2 separate regions of the Mus musculus genome follow, and region 1 is linked to region 2. A link is a contact called in public HiChIP or PLAC-seq data. All regions are on one chromosome and are shown on one strand. Each heading gives the region's core, a stretch centred on a gene start, on an enhancer-like site or on the middle of the called end of the contact. The rest is flanking DNA. Distances are from core to core; before and after follow the strand shown.

Region 1 (3,516 bases), core at 751-3,250, 1.4 Mb after region 2:
CACACCTTATATTAACCAGGCTCACCCCCTTTCCTACTCTTGGCTCTCTACTGTCCCATCTCTTGGAGGCTCCTTTATCTTTCCTTACCACTGCTCACCTGCCTGATTTTCCAGCTGGGCTTCAGGCCGGTCACCCCAGAGCAGATGCTTAGGGTCGTTGAGGAATCTCTGGCTCCGCTGGCATGTCAGACAGGTCTGTACTGTCCAGCGCTGTCCCTTTCGGCCTGGGGCATAAACGGGAAAGAAGGAAGTGCCTAGGCTTCTGACATAAAGGTTTTGCTCTTTTTTTTTTTGTATGTCTGCAGTCTTCCTTCCACCATCAATAGAAAATCCATCCCATCTGCACTTGGTTTGTAGATCTGATGTGTGTGGGAGGCCTGCATACATATCAATCCCTTGGAACTCTAAAGTGAAGTTCAAACTCTTTAACACAGCCTAGCTTCCTGTCCAGTTTCACCTCTCTCCATCTTGCCCACCTCAAACTCCAGCCTCCTGAGCATTCCTTTTCTTATAGCACAGATTCTTTTTTAAAAATTCCTATTTTTATTTATACATTCATATTGTATATACACATATGTGTTACTGTTATATGCATGAGTACGTGTGTTTGTGTGTGTGTGTGTGTGTATGCACACAGGAACACTCATCTAGATATATATGTGGAGGACAGAAATCTAGTTTGGGTGTCTGTCTTCCTTTACCACATTCCACCATGTCTTTTTGGAACAGGGTCTCTCACTGAACCTGGGACTAGATGTTTTCAGCTAGACTGCCTGGCCAGAGAGTGCTCTGGAGGATCTGTACGTCTTCACCTGCTCCCCAAGGCTGGCTGGGCTTACAACCTGCTTGTACACAGGTGTTGGAGATCTGAAGTCAGGCCCTCACACTTAAGCTTATCGGGCACAGTAACCACGGAACCATCTCCCAAGCCCCTACAAAGCACACATTCTCTCGTGTGGGAATCCCAGCGTCTAGAGTGTTTGACTCTTGTTTATCATGTTATACCTACCTCCCTGCCACTGGTAGGACTCAGCACTCTACCCCTACCAACTGAAGCATTTAAAATTACGACTCCAGTAGCTGGGTGTGTTGTCTCATGCTTGTAATCCTAGCTAGGGATGTGGGGGCAGGAGACTGCAGGGAATTGGAGGCCAGTCTGGGCTACTGTGACACTTGTGCCAAAAAACAAAACAAAACAAAATCAAAACCAAAAGCAAAGAGACAGTATGTGTTTTTGTGTGAGACAGGGTTTCTTTATGCAGACCTGGCCAGTCCGGATTATGTAGATCAGGATAGGCTTAAACTCATGAAATCCACCTGCTTCTACCTCCCAAGTGCTGGGATAAAAGGCGTGAACCTCCACAACCCACTCAGCTAGTAAGTAGTGCTTAATGCACCCTAGGAATGAAATAATAACGAAATCGCTTTGTTTTTTTTGTTTTTGTTTTTTTTTTAAACTAAGGAGTGTCATGTAGTCCAAGATAGTTTTAGGGACTAAGTCAGCTGCAGAAAGTCTCCATCTCTAGGTGGAGCTGCTGAGCCCTGCCCTGTCCTCTAGTGTCCCCACCTCACAAATGTCTCTGGGGCAGCACTCACGTCTCTGGCGCTGCGTGCAGGTGAGGCCCGGAATGAGGAGAGAGGAGCAGCTGCGACAGAGCGTCCTCTTCACAGAGGGGTCCCTGGGTGAGGAAGAGAGGAGGTCGCTGTCTGCCTGCCTGCCAGCCCGCGCCCCGGGTCCTGCCCGCCACCCTGTGCCTTACTGCCGGAGGACCAGCCGCTTCGCGATGGTTTTCTCTGTGTGGCAGTAAAACCTAGCCAGCGCCTGGTTCTCGGGGTTCTGAGAGAGGACGCAGTGTGCAGCCTGGGAACAAGGACGGCCATCCAGGTTACTCTGCGGCCGCAACACCGGGCTGCCACCCACCCCGAGCGCGTCTCACCTGGTACAGGAAGCTGAGTCTCTGGAAGGCTTCCCGGTCCTTCACTGGGCCCGCCATGAGTGTCTGCCCCTCCTTGCGGATGTCCCGCCCCAGACGTGCGCAGTGCGCAACGTCTGCTGGGAACTGTAGTGCGGGAGGGGGGGGGGCCCTCAGCCCCGCACCAGCTTCTGTCAGAAACCAGAGGACCCCACAGGTCTTCTGTGTGCAGGCAGCCCTAGTTTGGTATCCCTCACGTATTAGGTAGACGTGGAACAGGTAAAGGATCTTAAAGTACATAAACATAACAGGACCGAAGTCCTGTCTTTTATGGTTGGAAAGAGGGTTGTTTGCGGTGGACATTGGGTTAGATTTTGTCTTACTCTTCTGAAGCCGAGGGTAGATGCTTGGGACTTCTATGAACGGATGTAACATAACAAAACAGTCAATGCCCAGAATAACTGGTGTTATATTCTGGCTATCTCACCACTGGAGAGGTTGAGGTAGGACTACCATAAATTACAGGATATGAATTATGGGCTACATTGCCAGACCCTGTCTCAAAAATAAAAAGCATTAGTGCCCATGGACCTGAAAGTGTGAAAGATCAGATCACAAGGGAGGAAATAAGTTAACAGGACAAAACATCCCTAAGCAAAGAGCTTCTTGCCTTTCTCCCACTTCTTATTAAAGGCACTTGCTGTTCCAAGGGCTAGTAGCTACATGAACAGCACAAATAACCAGACAACAGCATGGCCGGTCTCCTCGGCTATTTATTAGTATCTACTTCACCCTCCTTCCTCTGACCTTTTCTCATTTATTCAACCTGGCTTGGTGTTTACTTCTGATTCCCAGTTACTGGCTAAGGTCAGAAGCAGAGGGATCCAGGCCCCTGCAGGATCTGTGGGGAACCAGACTGCTGGCTCAGAGTTAGGCAATTCGTTGAAACTTACCCTGGGTGTTTTGTATGGGCCTTCAGAGACAAATGAGGGGAGTGTATTAAAATGTGGATTCCTAAGCTTACCCAAACCTCCATTAAGGACAGAAGGTGAGACTCAAGAACATACAGTTTCCACACCCATCCACTGACAAATTACCACGCAACTCAAGAGATCACATTAGTGGATCCTTTGTTCCATATTTTCACCAACCAATTATCTTGCCACAAAGAACCACAGTCAAGGCACAAAGGTAAGAGTAGAGTGGACAAAGTCCTGTTGAGGTGGTAGGAGGAACTGAATGCCCTCACTGCAGTTTCTTGTCTCAGTCTTGTGTGAAGATTACCCAGGCAGCAGATAATCCAGGTTGTTTGGTTTGGCATGCATCTGGTACCTTTTGTGACAAAATATGTACCCTATGGGTTGTTTATTTTGGCCTAAAATTAAAATAATTTACATTCTCTGAAAAGGGGAATGTCAAAGGGTGAAGGATAGAAATAGAAGCTTAGCTGTCTTCTGGCCCTTTGCTACACAAACCACCCTCTTCTACCCTGTTCTCATGGGTGAGAAAGACTCCATCACCTTCCCTTCTTTCCTTAGGTCTTTGAGCCAGGGGGCAAGGTGGACAAGTTGGGAATAACCACTTAGGAACATTCCTTAAGGCC
Region 2 (3,685 bases), core at 252-2,751:
AGTCCCATGCCAAAAGGAGCCTCAAGCAGAGACTCGGAACACGCCCTAAACACTTAGGCAGAAACCTTATCACACAGTGATTGGCAACCCTGGTGCTGGCATAAACCATGCGGGGTTTGGTGGCAGTGCAAGCCATGGGCCACAGGTGACCAGTGAACCCACAGAGATGGCAAAAGGGCATCTGTTGCATATTTTTGCTCAAGTTTTAAGGAAAGTTGAAATACCAGCTAAACTTATAGTTGATTACCTAGAAGACTACAATTCCCAGAAAGCTCTGAAAAGTTTTTAATCCAAAGAGGACTACAGTTCCCATAAGATGCCGAATTGGCCTTGGGCCCAGTAACATAAGTACCTGTCTGTCCAATATTGTGTGAGCAACCATACAGGCATTTTCAAGCTTTGGCTAGGACTTAATGCCTGGAGGGGGATGGTGCCCTCGATAGTGTTCAGGGTTGTATACTTGCTGTGTCTACCATCATACTTAAGCTGTCTGCTGGACCATGACCCCCCCCCTCCATGGAGAAGTATTTGGGCAGAAATAGTTACTGTCAATAGATTGAGGTCTCCGCTGCATTCAGTTGACATATCTAGTGCAACCGAAGACACTTCCCCCAGATTTCCAAAAGCACACTGACCCAGAAGTAAAGGTGTCTTCCGTGAGTCTCTGTCGCCCCTTCTTGTGCACTAAAGTTCAAAACTGATATAGTCCCAGCCTTCTATCTGGCGGCTCAGAACGGGAAAGGCACACGCGGCAGCTGCAAAGGCTCAGGCTACACGTGTTCCCAAAACCGGGCGGGGACAGGGAAGCCACAGCCCAGTCGAGCCTCACCCTTGCTCCCGGCGGAGCCCAGGCTAGGAGCGAACGCCCTCTCCCCTACAGGCCCCAGTTCTGGACCTCCAGGGCCATTCTGGGGGGCAAAAATGGCCAAGAGGCCCGCAGCGGCTCCTTTAAGGCGTCTTCTCGCCCTCCCTCCTTGTCCACGTGACCCGGGGCGGCCGCGCGCCGGCTCGGCCCCCCGCGCAAGCGGCGATGGCGGCGGCGGCGGGAGCTGCTGCGGCGGCGGCCGCCGAGGTGCGGAAGGGGAGGGGGAGAGGCGGGTGCATGCCCGCGCGCGCGCCCGGGGGAAGCGCGCGCTCGTGCAATGCTCCGGGGGTGCAACGGGGCCGGGGGGCCCGAGCCGAACTTACAGCAAACCAGGGGGCCAACACCGGGGGCGGATGAGGGGACCAGGGGGTGGGAGGTGGGGGGAGTGGGCGCCGAGTCGCACGTGCCGCCGCCCGCTGCCCCTGCGTGGGCGGTGGGCACCGCGACCCCGGGAGCCCGCGCGAGGGGCGCGAGGGGCCGTCCGCCGGGCTGGGGCGCAGCGGGCGTTGCAGGGGTTGGTGGCCGGGGTCCCCGCGGCCTGGGGGACAAAGGGGGAGCGGCGCGTGCAGCCGGGAGGAGGGGGCGGGGCCGGGGCGCGGAGGCCCCGCCCCCTCCCCCTCCTCTGCTCCCGGCCCCAGAGATGCGGGGTCTGCCGAGAGGGAGGGGGCTGATGCGGGCCCGGGGGCGGGGGCGTGCGGCCCCCACGGGCGGCCGCGGCCGCGGTCGGGGGGGCGCCCACCGAGGGCGAGGTAGGCCCCGAAGCCTGCTCTCGCTGCCCAGGGCCCAGGCGTCTTGGGCCCCCCAGCTGCCTGCCGGGCTGACCGGCCCCCCGGTTCCTTGTCTCCCCTCCCAGGGGGAGGCCCCCGCTGAGATGGGGGCGCTGCTGCTGGAGAAGGAGCCCCGAGGAGCCGCCGAGAGAGGTGAGTGCAGCAGGAGCAGGCCCGACCGGACCTCCACCCTCCCCACCCCCAACACGGGATCCCGGGAGCTTTCAGCCCTGAACTTTTTCTTTTCCCCTCCCGACAGTTCATAGCTCTTTGGGGGACACCCCTCAGAGTGAGGAGACCCTTCCCAAGGCCAACCCCGACTCCTTGGAGCCTGCCGGCCCCTCCTCTCCGGCCTCTGTCACTGTCACCGTCGGCGATGAGGGGGCTGACACCCCTGTCGGGGCCGCATCACTCATCGGGGACGAACCCGAGAGCCTGGAGGGAGATGGGGGTCGCATCGTGCTGGGTGAGAGACTGGGGAGTGAGGGAGACGGGGCGCAGAGGGGCTTTCTGCATGCCTGCTCACCCTGCACCCCCTTTCTGCCTGCCTCTTTTCTAGGCCATGCCACAAAGTCGTTCCCCTCTTCCCCCAGCAAGGGGGGTGCCTGTCCCAGTCGGGCCAAAATGTCAATGACAGGGGCAGGAAAGTCGCCCCCCTCGGTCCAGAGTTTGGCCATGAGGCTGTTGAGCATGCCCGGGGCCCAGGGAGCTGCAACTGCTGGGCCTGAACCCTCTCCGGCAACAACTGCCGCCCAGGAGGGGCAGCCCAAAGTGCACCGAGCCCGGAAAACCATGTCCAAACCTAGCAACGGACAGGTGAGAGTGTGGAAGTTGGGGTGGAGAGACTTGGGGAGTCTCTGGGTCGGATTTTTTGTTTTGTTTTGTTTTTGTTGGTGGTTTGTTCTTTTGGGTTTTTTTTTTTTTTTTTTTCCTTCTTCCGGGATTTAGCCTTAGACCTCTTGTATTCAGATTTTTTTTTTCGAATTTACCAATAGGCTACCAAGTGTCAGCTGTTGGGCTGGGCCTCTGTGAGCAGAGTAATTGTCGGCTTCCTGGAGTTTGTGTTCTTTGGGGAGGGGTGGTCAGCAGAGGAGACTGACAGATGTAGAATTAATTATATAGTTATTGTCCTAATTACACAAATGACTGGGCAGGATCAGCCTTCCCAAGTTTGTGTTTTTTTTGTTTTGTTTTTTGCCTCTGAACAAATGCTTAGGGAGGTTGGTTTGTTCGTTTGTTTGTTTGTTTGTTTGTTTGTTTTTCAAATCCCTACTTTGAGACCAGTCTCAAACCAGATAAAGTTTTTACTGGGAACTCTTCCCTGGGAAGGCCACATAATGACAGAATGTGGGCGGAGGCGTGTGTGTGTGTGTGTGTGTGTGTGTGTGTGACAAGAACCTGGAAATCAAAATTATGTCAAGGTTTTAAGGGCTCTTGATTCAGCTTAAGTATGGCTTGTGTAGCCTTCCTCTGGGTCTTGTTTCGTTTATTTTGTTGTTTGTTTTGAGCTTTATTTTGTTTTGAGAGAGTAGTTTTTGTTTTTTGTTGTTTTGTGTGTGTGTGTGTGTGTAACAGGGTCTCACTGTGTAGCCCTGGCTGGCTGGCTGTGTAGACCAGGCTGGCCTTTAACTCACAGAGATCTACCTTTTTCTGTCTCCTACATCCTGGGGCTGAAGGTGTACACACATGCCTTTTATTTATAATCTTTTTTTTAAAAAAGATTTATTTATTTATTTTATGTATATGAATATACTGTAACTGTCTTCAGACACACCAGAAGAGGGAATCAGATCCCATTACAGATGGTTGTGAGCCACACCATGTGGTTGCTGGGATTTGAACTCAAGACCTCTGGAAGAGCAGTCAGTGCTCTTAACTGCTGAGCCATATCTCTGGCCCTTGTTTTATTTCCTCTTTTTGAGATGGTCTCATGTAGACTGAACTTGCTATGATCCACCCCACCCAGCTTCTACATTTAATTTTTTTCTTTCTTTTTTTTTTTCTTTACTCTTTCTTTTTTTAAAAACTTTTAAGCTTCTGGGTGTTTTACCTG

The links. HiChIP or PLAC-seq counts read pairs in DNA pulled down with a chosen protein or histone mark.
Region 1: a contact with region 2 is called in an HNF4G HiChIP or PLAC-seq map of pancreatic cancer cells. The contact joins the promoter of Rpp21 here to the promoter of Ehmt2 in region 2. A contact is called at or near these places in 1 of 39 promoter capture datasets (erythroid cells) and 1 of 115 datasets of contacts at active chromatin or transcription factors (pancreatic cancer cells).

What each region holds. Positions count from the first base shown.
Region 1 is chr17:36,255,846-36,259,361 of GRCm38.p6, forward strand. Rpp21 (ribonuclease P 21 subunit) reads right to left here and starts at 2,001. Exons shown (of 5, transcript NM_026308.2): 1 at 1,938-2,001; 2 at 1,761-1,861; 3 at 1,597-1,679; 4 at 99-224. The coding sequence starts at 1,994. Trim39 (tripartite motif-containing 39) reads right to left here. Exons shown (of 7, transcript NM_178281.1): 7 at 3,028-3,516.
Region 2 is chr17:34,897,469-34,901,153 of GRCm38.p6, forward strand. It overlaps Ehmt2 (euchromatic histone lysine N-methyltransferase 2), which reads left to right and starts at 1,502. Exons shown (of 27, transcript NM_145830.3): 1 at 1,502-1,785; 2 at 1,892-2,098; 3 at 2,192-2,448. The coding sequence starts at 1,506.